Regions from separate parts of the Anas platyrhynchos genome. Here region 2 is linked to region 1. Evidence: chromatin contacts called from public Hi-C data. All regions are on one chromosome and are shown on one strand. The core of a region is the stretch at or near the end of the contact, and the rest is flanking DNA. Distances in the headings are between cores, read along the strand shown. Region 1 holds the start of SERINC5 (serine incorporator 5). Region 2 overlaps THBS4 (thrombospondin 4).

The links. A called contact is a pair of places that touch in the nucleus more often than the background predicts.
Region 2: a contact with region 1 is called in a Hi-C map of skeletal muscle, with 2.3 times the contacts expected there. The contact joins the enhancer-like site here to the promoter of SERINC5 in region 1. A contact is called at or near these places in 2 of 8 Hi-C or Micro-C datasets (liver and skeletal muscle).

The regions. Positions count from the first base shown.
Region 1 is chrZ:24,246,374-24,251,534 of IASCAAS_PekinDuck_T2T, reverse strand. It overlaps SERINC5 (serine incorporator 5), which reads right to left and starts at 3,762. Exons shown (of 12, transcript XM_038170078.2): 1 at 3,600-3,762. The coding sequence starts at 3,626.
Region 2 is chrZ:24,295,882-24,300,771 of IASCAAS_PekinDuck_T2T, reverse strand. It overlaps THBS4 (thrombospondin 4), which reads left to right. Exons shown (of 22, transcript XM_027446801.3): 13 at 273-432; 14 at 1,150-1,268; 15 at 2,050-2,102; 16 at 4,281-4,474; 17 at 4,771-4,890. Among named protein-coding and RNA genes, the nearest start is that of THBS4, 30 kb to the left of the region's middle. Within about 2 kb of position 2,836, at least 1 of the 8 cell types and tissues checked has an H3K27ac peak or open chromatin away from gene starts, as enhancers often do.

The sequences.
Region 1 (5,161 bases), core at 2,513-5,012:
AGCTATGAGAGGGCAACGGGGCCTCGATGATACTATTTTCTTACTATTTCCATGAAAACAGGCAAAAGGGCTAGCAGAGAAAAATGATCTCTCAACCCTGCACAAACACAAGGCTGCAGTACTTACTGGAAGGGGAAATCAACGTGAGATACCAACCTCAGCGCTCAATGCCGTAGGAAACCAGGCTTTGCTACTTCAGCTGTTCAGGCAACCATTTGTTTTAAAACAAGAACTCACGTTTCTGCAAATGGGGAAAAAAGCCTTTTCCCACCCCGGTTTTCATAGATGTGTTTAAATGGAGTACACTACCGTGCTCCAAGCCAGACCTTGGACAGCTAGCTTGCTCCTCAGCCACCAGTGGCAGTGGGGACAAACAGAGGGGTGTGGAAAGGCAGCTGGGAGAGGGGAATAGGGTGCACAGGTGGGAAAAAAAAAAAAAAAAAAAAAGGGAAAAAAAAGAAAATTGGTTAAGTTTGTGGTTTGGGCTTAGCATAATCAGCCTCACCCAGTGAGACCATTTCCAGCAGGCAAGGCATCACCTGGGGAGCTCCAAGAGGAGCAGAGCCAGCAGCAAGCCCACAGCAACCTTGGCGCCCAGGTTGGGGTCAAGGCAGGCTGAGGTGACAGAGCTGTCCCTCACAGCCTCCCCTGTGAAGCGATGAAGGGGATGGGGCTGCCAAACCCCTCCTGGGCCTGCAGATGCAACCAGGCAGCACTGCACAGCCTGGTGGCCCCAGCACACTTCCTTCCCCTGCCACACAGACCACCAACCCCATCAGTCTGATGCTGACCTAAGCCATGACTTTAAATAGGGCTTTTTTCATATTTTTGTTTTTTAAACCCTCAGCATTAGAGGTCTGGGTATAAAATAAAAATCTGATATTCTACTCGTGGCACATCTTACTTCATTTACTACACTATAGGACTTCTAAGTGCTGAACAGCACTAAAGAAAGCACTTGAGATTTAACAGACCTACAAAAATAGCTTTGAATGCTTTATAAGCTTTAATAACTACCAGTTCTAATTGAAAAATCCATCTTCTTGAACAAGCCAATTGGAGCATACTGCCCCCTAAAAACTAAATGCTAACTATTTAAATTACATTTATTTAACTCTGGAAAAAAAACATATTCATTGTAATAAAGATTTTCCGCAACAGCTGCTTTTCTTAACCATGATCTCAACTTTATTCTCTTGAGAATAACTACTGAAGAAAAGCCAAATGTAAAATCCTGTTTCCTGTCAATTTAAGCAGATGTTTTTATGTAATCAAAAGCATTGTGGAGGCCCAAGCTAGACTGTATTCACTCTGCATTCTGAAAATAGGTCCACCAAAGAAATGCTAGCAAAAGAAACATTAGTAAGCCTATTACAGCACAAACACCTAAAAATGACAATTTTCTGCCAAATAGGTTTGCATGCTGCACAATAAAAAACAGTGGCAAAAATTAGAGCTTATAAATGACCAAGACAGAGGCTTGCTTCCTTCAGAGTAAGTTCCCATGGTCTACTTGGCAAGGATGCAAGTCGCACAGTAACGTTAATTGAGATTATTTCAAATAACTTCTGTTAGTGCAAAATCAGCATAACCAAAGGACATTGAATTTTGGCAGCCACCCCTTTAACAACAGGAATCTGGGCCGAGGAACCTGAAAGCATTTATTCAGACAGGCATCATCGGCTAGATGTTCAGCACAGCTTGGTCCAAGCCCAAAAGAACTGATAACTCCTTGTCTGCTTCACATCAGGAAAACTTGCTGGCATTACGAATGGAGAAAATTGATAGTCAAGAGATGTTAACCCACAAGAAAACTTTGATATCAGCACTTTCACAGCTCACGAGGAGGATGCTGAAGTTCCCAGTCAGTTCTAGGAGAGCAGACCCAGAGAAACACAGCAAGGCAGAGACACGCAGGCCAAAAACACTTTTTTTTTTTTTCTGTTGTTGTTACAACACAACACTCCAACAAAACAAACGCCATGGGATATCACGCACATTAAACCAGCATTTCTTAGGCCAAAAGGAGAGACCAGCATAAGGGCTGTTTTTCAGGACTCACTGTGTAAGGTCCCATCTCTCCTCAAGCATATCATTGCTGTTTCTGTAGGGACGGTCACATCCTGCAGAACGTTTAAAGAGAGGCCAAATTCCTCCTCAGTTTTTCAGCTTGATTAACAGTACTTGTAAAATGCCTGAAGAAGTTCAGCTGAGAGAGAAAGAACTTCTACCCCTTCTTGTTTACTATAATGAACACGCGGGAATAACAGCCTCCCCTCCATCAAGGTTGGAACTCATCTAGCTGTGAACTCAAAGACCATTTTTCCTTTTCAAAAAGTTACACTGTACACTATCGAAGCACGATTTATGTCATTTATCATCTTAATCTGTATATAAAAAGGTTAGCCACGCTAAGTGTGCTGGTACAAGCCCAACAATATGCTGTATTTAGTGCAGATAAGTCTTACATCAAAAATAATGTTTGAGCCAGCAGAATACATCTCCCCAGGGTATTGCATAATTCTGGCACCATGACTGCATGGTTAGGGCTTTTGCTTAGGCTCCAACATCACGAAGGAGTTCAGCTTCTTTCCAGACTCCAAAGTGACGCATCAGTGTCAATAAAACACATTACTACTAGATATTACTACACTGAGAGTGGCTCTAAGAAACCTTCACAGTTCAGTCGTGCTGAATCCATGCCATTCAGCACATGGCCCTCATGACAGCTTTGTCCTCCTGGTTTTAAGATGCTTCTCCAGGAGGTACACCAAAAAAGCAACGAGATGTGAACAGCCACGAACCACCCCCGTAGCTGTGCCTACTGCCAGCACTTTGTTCTTTCCACACTGTGGAAAAGACTGAGGAGGGCTAAACCTTGCTTCAAGCGCTGCCAGAATGTGTGTGAAACAGCAGCCAAGGAATCACAGGATCTTTAGGGTTGGAAGAGACCTCCACGGTCATCTGGTCCAAACATCTCCCTACCACCAATGTCAGCACTGAACCATGTCCCCAAGCACCACGTCCAACCTTCTCCTGAGCACCCCCAGGGACAGTGACTCCACCACCTCCCTGGGCAACCCGTCCCAGTGCCTGACTGCTCCTTCTGAGCAGAAATGTCTCCTCATTTCCACCCTGAACCTCTTCTGGTGCAAATTGAGGCCATTCCCTCTGCTCCTATCACTGGTTACCTGCGAGAAGAGGCCGACCCCCAGCTCCCCACACCTTCCTCTCAGGTAGCTGCAGAGAGCAATGAGGTCTCCCCTGAGCCTCCTCTTCCCCAGGCTGCACACCCCCAGCTCCCTGCACACCCCCAGCTCCCTCAGCCGCTCCCGCAGGACCCGAGACCCACCGGCGCAGCAGCGCTGCCCCACGCAGGCTCTGCCCCCTTCCGTGCTCCCTGGCGAGCTGCAGGGAGCCCGGGGGACGGGCAGGCTGAGCCGCCCTTCACCCCCTGCACCTCCACAGAGCCGCAGCCGCGGGGACGAGCCCACAGCGACCGCTCCAGCTCGAGGCAGCGCCAGCGGCTGCCGAGACCCGCGAGCACAACGGAGAGCTCCGAGCCCCCCGGGGGCTGCCCCCAAGCCCCCCGCCCCTACCTGGCCGGCGCAGCAGGGCGCGGACATCCCGGCTCCGGCTCTGGCTCCGTCCCCCCGGCCCCTCGCCGCCTCCCTCAGCCCATGCGGGTGCGGGTTTGGGTTGGGCTGGGCCGGGCCGCGCAGGGCACCGCGGCGGCGGCGGGCGGGGCCGCACCGCCTCTGCCCGCCGCCCTCGGCCCGGCCCCGCCGCCCGCCTTCCGCTGTCGTCAGGGAGCGGCGGCCCCCGAGGCCCGGGGAGCCCGCTCAGGGCGCCCCGCGGCGGGGAGACCCGCGGCAGGTGCGGGCCCGCAGCCCCCAGCCCCCAGCCCCCGGCCCGCTGCGTGCACCTGCGGGGCGGCCCCAGGGCGCAGAGACGTCGGGCGGGTGGCACGGCCAGGGGCGGGTTGGGGGGGGAGGAAGGGCGGTGGGGAGAGGGTTGGCAGCTCCGCCTGGCAGGTTCCTCAGGACATTGGGGTGCACGGCCCCTGCAGCGCTGCAGGGCTGCGGCAGGGTGGCTGGGAACTGTGCAGGGGAAAGGACCTGGGGGTGCTGCTCGATGCTCACCTGAACATGAGCCGGCAGTGTGCCCAGGTGTGTCAGGAATGGTGCAGCCAGCAGGAGCAGGGAGGTGATCGTCCCCCTGTGCTCTGCTCTGGTGAGGCCGCACCTCGAGTGCTGTGTTCAGCTTTGGGCCGCTCACTACCAGAAGGACATCGAGGCCCTGGAGCGTGTCCAGAGCAGGGCTATGAAGCTGGTGAAGGGCCTGGAACACAAGTCCTATGGGTAGCGACTGAGGGCACTGGGGTTGCTCAGTTTGGAGACAAGGAGGCTCAGGGGAGACCTCATTGCTCTCTGCAGCTACCTGAAAGGAAGGTGTGGGGAGCTGGGGTTTGGCCTCTTCTCACAGATAACCAGTGATAGGACCAGAGGGAATGGCCTCAAGTTGTGCCAGGGGAGGTTCAGGGTGGAAATGAAGAGACATTTCTCCTCAGAAAGAGCAGTCAGGCACTGGGACGGGTTGCCTAGGGAGGTGGTGGAGTCACTGTCCCTGGGGGTGTTCAGGAGAAGGTTGGACGTGGTGCATGGGGACATGGTTTAGTGGGTGACACTTGTGTTAGGGAGATGTTTGGACCAGATGATCTTGGAGGGCTTTTCCAACCTTAATGATTCTGTGATCCTATGACCTCACAGGGCTCTGTAGACTTGTACCTGTTCGGTTTCATTGGGTCATCCCAAACCCAATCTTCACTCACAGCAGGAAGGATTTTGTTCCCCCAGTCCCTGCCTTGAGGCTCAAGGGCTTGAGAGACTGCAAAGTTGTGGGAAAAGTGAAGACTGAGGCAAAAAAAGTTGCAGAGTACCTCATCCTTCCCCATATCTGTTGTTACCAGTTCACCCTTCTGGTTTATTTTGGGGGGGGGGGGGGGGGCGTACCCTCATTAGCCTTCCTCTTTTAGCTAATATACCTCTACAATCCCTTCTTACTATTCTTTGCAACCTTTTCCTACTTCAGCTCCAACTGTGCCTTGGCTTTCCTGATCTTGTCCCTGTGCATCTGGGTGACATCCCCATATCCTTCCCAG
Region 2 (4,890 bases), core at 1,587-4,086, 50 kb before region 1:
AAAATGAGAATCAGAAGTCAAAGTTATAAATAAAAGCCTTATGGTACTCAGTGTTCATGTTTAGTGTTTCCATGGTGTGGCTCAAAGTAAAACTTTGAGGGGGAGCCAGTGAAATCTAGTCTGGAGCTGATGTTCACATAAAATATCCAACTGCCCACAGTAAACATTTCTCATGAAAACAGAAATAAATGCAAGGGTTATATAAATCCACTAAAGTAGAAATGAAAGATTCAGGGTATGGTTCATTCCTAATTTGGATCTATGTCTTGCAGGATAACTGTGTCTTGACTCCCAATGTTAACCAGAGAAATAGTGACCAAGATATCTTTGGAGATGCTTGTGACAACTGCCGCAATGTCCTGAATAATGACCAGAGGGACACAGATGGTGATGGGAAAGGAGATGCTTGTGATGATGACATGGATGGCGATGGTTGGTAATTCTTCACTTACAGCTTCTCTGATGTTCTTGAAATTGACCCAGAAAATGCTGTGCATTAGAAACTTCCTGCTAACAGCTGCTAAGTGTAATGTAACATGTTGTCTTTCTTCATTAAACCTCTGTTTGGAAGTTGTTTGTTTTTTTGTTGTTGTTGTTGTTTTTTGTTGTTGTTGTTGTTTTTTTTTAGATTAATTTATATCTTTTAGTCTCCATCTGAAGCACCGAATGCTTTATAACAGATAAATTGAGCTTTGTTTCATGTATAAGTTAAGGTCATTGGTCATTCGGTAACTCCTTAAAGATGTGAACATGTCCCAGAGTATCCAGCTCTGCCTGTCTCAGATGCTCAGGAGCTACAAAATGTATTATTTCCGTTGCTGTAAGAGGCTTCAAAGAATTGGAAAAAGTCAAAGCCCTTCAGATGTAATAACAAAGATAAAATGTTTCATCCTGTAATATGACGTGGGGAACAAGAAGTGTGTGTAACTAATGAAGTATGTGTGATTGGGTTATAAGCTGTTCCTCAGCAAGATGTTTCTAACATCTATTAAATGAGCGGATATACTTCTAAGAAAGATTTGCTGTGCAGATTTATTATTTCATTGCAAGATTAAACAGTTGCTGGAAAGGAATAGTGTTTTTACTATCCTTCATGTTTACCTTGTCCATAAATTGCTTTTAACTAACATCCTATCCACCTTCTGTTAGGTATTAAGAACCTTTTGGATAATTGTCAGAGGATTCCCAACCAAGACCAGGAGGACAAGGATAATGACGGTGTTGGTGATGCCTGTGACAGCTGCCCTACAGTCAGCAACCCAAACCAGGTTAGCAGGCAGAAAAAAAAAAAAAAAGTCCTTATTTAAGGGAAGGGACTGTTTAGATCCAAAAAGATGCAAGAGAATGAGGCGGCCAGTGTTTATTTTTTATCAGTAGGTATTCAGGATGTTTTGTGGACATTGATCTGCTTCTGTCATTGAAAATAGGAGCCACAATGTGTATTCTAATATCCTGGGATGTTGTTAACATCTCTCCCCTACTAGTATCTTCAGCTGTCAGACTGTAAAACGTAGGCCTGCTCCAGTCCCATGAAGTGCAATGCCACACACCACACAGTGGCATGATATGGTTACATTCAGTATTTCTTTAATTAGGACCAAATTTAGATGTCATTAATTCGTAAAATTTTCACTGCTTGTGGGTGAGAAGTCAATTAGACTTTTGATTTGTTTTAAATTCTGATTAAACCATTTGAAACTACTAAATGCTGGAAGCTTTAAAGAAACATGGTAGATTTTTGAAGCCACGTAAGAGATGAACCTCAGTTAGACATAAGGGGTACTTAATTCCAGTTGTTGAGGAATCTTGTTTGAACTGCTCATCCTGAACTACTCCAGTCTAGTTTAACTCTGCCTATTCATTGTATGTGTTTTTCTTTAATAAAACTGACTTTTTGGTTAAATGAATGATGCAAAGAAGAAAATAGGTTTTACAAAACAAAGATTTTTCCGTGCTTTTATTTTTAATTGTTTATGTTTTGATAATACTGCCTTTTTAATAGATGCTCTCAGCAGCTGATACTGGAATTTCCTCTGTTTTCTTTTGCAGTCTGATATCGACAATGACCTGGTTGGAGATTCGTGTGATACCAATCAGGACAGGTACAGTGTGTTATAGCTTATGACAGCAGCAGGGAAGAGAACAGGCTATTGTGAGCTGAAGCATTCTACTGGTTCTTGGAGAATTGTTATCCCTCATATTAGGCAGCATTTGATTTTAATACCTCCTCAAGGGGGTCATTTCAAAAACAACGTTGTGATTTATAAGCCTTGTTGGTTCACTTCCCTGTAGCAGTATGGTAATGGAGCCCTTCACTCCAGCCCCATGTTCACACACACTTCCTATGAATTTCTGTGGAAATGACACTAATAGCAGTGTCAGGAATCACACTATGAGCACCTTGCAGAGCTTTGTAGTGAGGGAACATGCTCTCTTTTTTTTTTAATTGTCTTCCTTTTTCATTCCTCTCTTTTTTAGCAGAAACAAGAAACAGTTTAGCATTCCTCTCTCTGCTTTAGCAGAAATTTCACAGTTAAGGGGTATGTGGTTTTCCATAAGAACACAGTGTTTCAGAACTTTATTAGCATGCACAAAACATTTCCAAATATACCACTTTGCTTTAGACACAGCAAGAGTGGCAAGGCTGCTCTATTGCCTTCACATGCCCCGACTGTTCAGGGGAGCATGTCCTACAAGAAACTGCATGACACCTCTCTGGAAGCAGGTTCTGCACAACCACCTTTGAGGGCATCAAGTCCTCCCCCATGCTCCTCACTTGAAGCGAGGGGAAAGGGAAGTGATAAATCCTGTGCTGACGCAACCAAGCTGCAAGGTCTGACCTTGTGGCTCTTGGTGGCTGCTATGAGTTCAGGAGTCTACTTCCCCACTTCTGCTGGGAGCACTTCTGAGAGTTTTGAACCACTAGCTGATGAGGCCCCCAGTGTTTGGGAGCTGTTTCACTCTTAAGTATGGCCTTGTTGTTTTTTTTCCTGTTTTCAAAAAGGAACATGTATTTTTTTCCTCAAACCTAACTAATCTGCAGGAAGAATCTCCTGGTAGAACATACTGTTGTCCTGCCTGAGGTTAACCTCTCAACAGACAGATGTGCATGGTCCTCACTGTATTTCCACTTGAGGACTTGTAGGCATTAGTTGCTCTGATCTAAAATTAAAGCACCTTTCTTAAGCAGGGTGGGACAGGTGGGAATATGCATAGCTGTAAACTGCAACGCAGCCTCTTTTGCTCTGCCTATGCTAAACAAAAGGCTGCGGAGGGGAAATATGTCCACCTTGCCAGAAAACATTTTGTTTGTGGTGTGTGTGCAAAACACACCTGACTTCAGGCCATTGCTGTGGCTTTTATCCTAATCTCTGGGCACATGTCTGAAGTGTCCCTGCACCTCCCCTGGGGAATAAAATCTCATCATAAAAGTGTGCCCAGAATCCTAGAAATACAACAGCTGCATTTAGCTCTTGGGCTAAAAAAAAAATAAAAATCTGTTGGAAACAAGAAGTACAAGCCCCTCAAGCCCTCTTTTTTTCTTTGTCCCAGTGGTTAAGATGTACTTAGCCTTTTAAATGGAAAAACAAGGCAGCCATTCCATAACCCTTTCCTATACTTTGTGTCTCTGGTACTGGTGACTCTTCATGTAACCACCTGATGTTTTTTGTTGTGCTTGGGAGCTGCAGACTCCTTACTGCTCAGCTACCCATGGGAAAGTAACATAACAAGATATGGTATGCAGGAGGTTGAAAGTGGTGCTTTTTTAAAAAAAAAAAAAAAAAAAAAAAGTCTGATTTCTGGTGCTCACACAGATTCTTTCACAGATTTCACTCACACTCACGCATTCATGAGCACCGAGACACTTGTGGATGTTATGGGCAGAGATGCCGACTGTTGACCTCTTACTGTGTCTCCTGGGTGCCTTTTGGTTGGTGACACGGCACTTGTTGGGTGTGCTTTAGGTGCTTGTTAGGAGCACGTGTCATTTGGGATCCTGGCTGTGGAATCTTTTCCCACTCCCTGTAAGGCTTTCTTCTGTTTTCCTCATCTGGGTAGCCTTCTTCCTCTGCCACCTTACTGTATGGCCTGATTGTTCCTTGTCTCTTTGCTGTTCAGCTGCCTAAGTGACACCAGGTCACAACGTCCTCCTTCTCTGTTTGCCAGCTCCAGGGGGGCCCCTGGTGCAGGTCCCCTTCAGATACAGGTGCTCTCCCCCGTGCAGAGGCAGGAGCTGATGCCAGTGTGCTGTTTGTTTCTCTTTGTCTCCGTGCTTGCAGCGATGGTGACGGGCACCAGGACAGCACAGACAACTGCCCCACCATCATTAACAGCTCCCAGCTGGACACCGATAAGGATGGGCTGGGTGACGAGTGTGATGAGGATGATGATAACGATGGCATTCCTGACCTCCTGCCCCCTGGCCCTGACAACTGCAGGCTGGTCCCCAACCCAGGGCAGGAAGATGACAATGGTAAGCTGGGCTTTCAGTAGCTGATTTGGTGCTTATAGTACCATGTTTTTCCCCAACACACACACTTAACCTGCCCCAGTCACCACGTGTGCATACACTCCCTGCACAGCACTGTGTCCCAGGACTGTGCCTTTGGCCAAGACAGAGCTCCTTGGGTCCCATCCCCAGGGATTTTTTTTGGTCATCAGGGCTGAGACTCCATTCACCTGCTCCTTGGACACCCTGGTGCAGTGACTAGGCCAGGTGTGGATTCCTGCTACACCATGAATCTGCTCTCGCTTCTCTGCTGCATACAGGTGATGGAGTTGGGGATATCTGCGAGTCTGATTTTGACCAGGATACAGTAATTGATCGGATCGACGTCTGCCCTGAGAACGCGGAGATCACCTTGACAGACTTTAGAGCCTACCAGACAG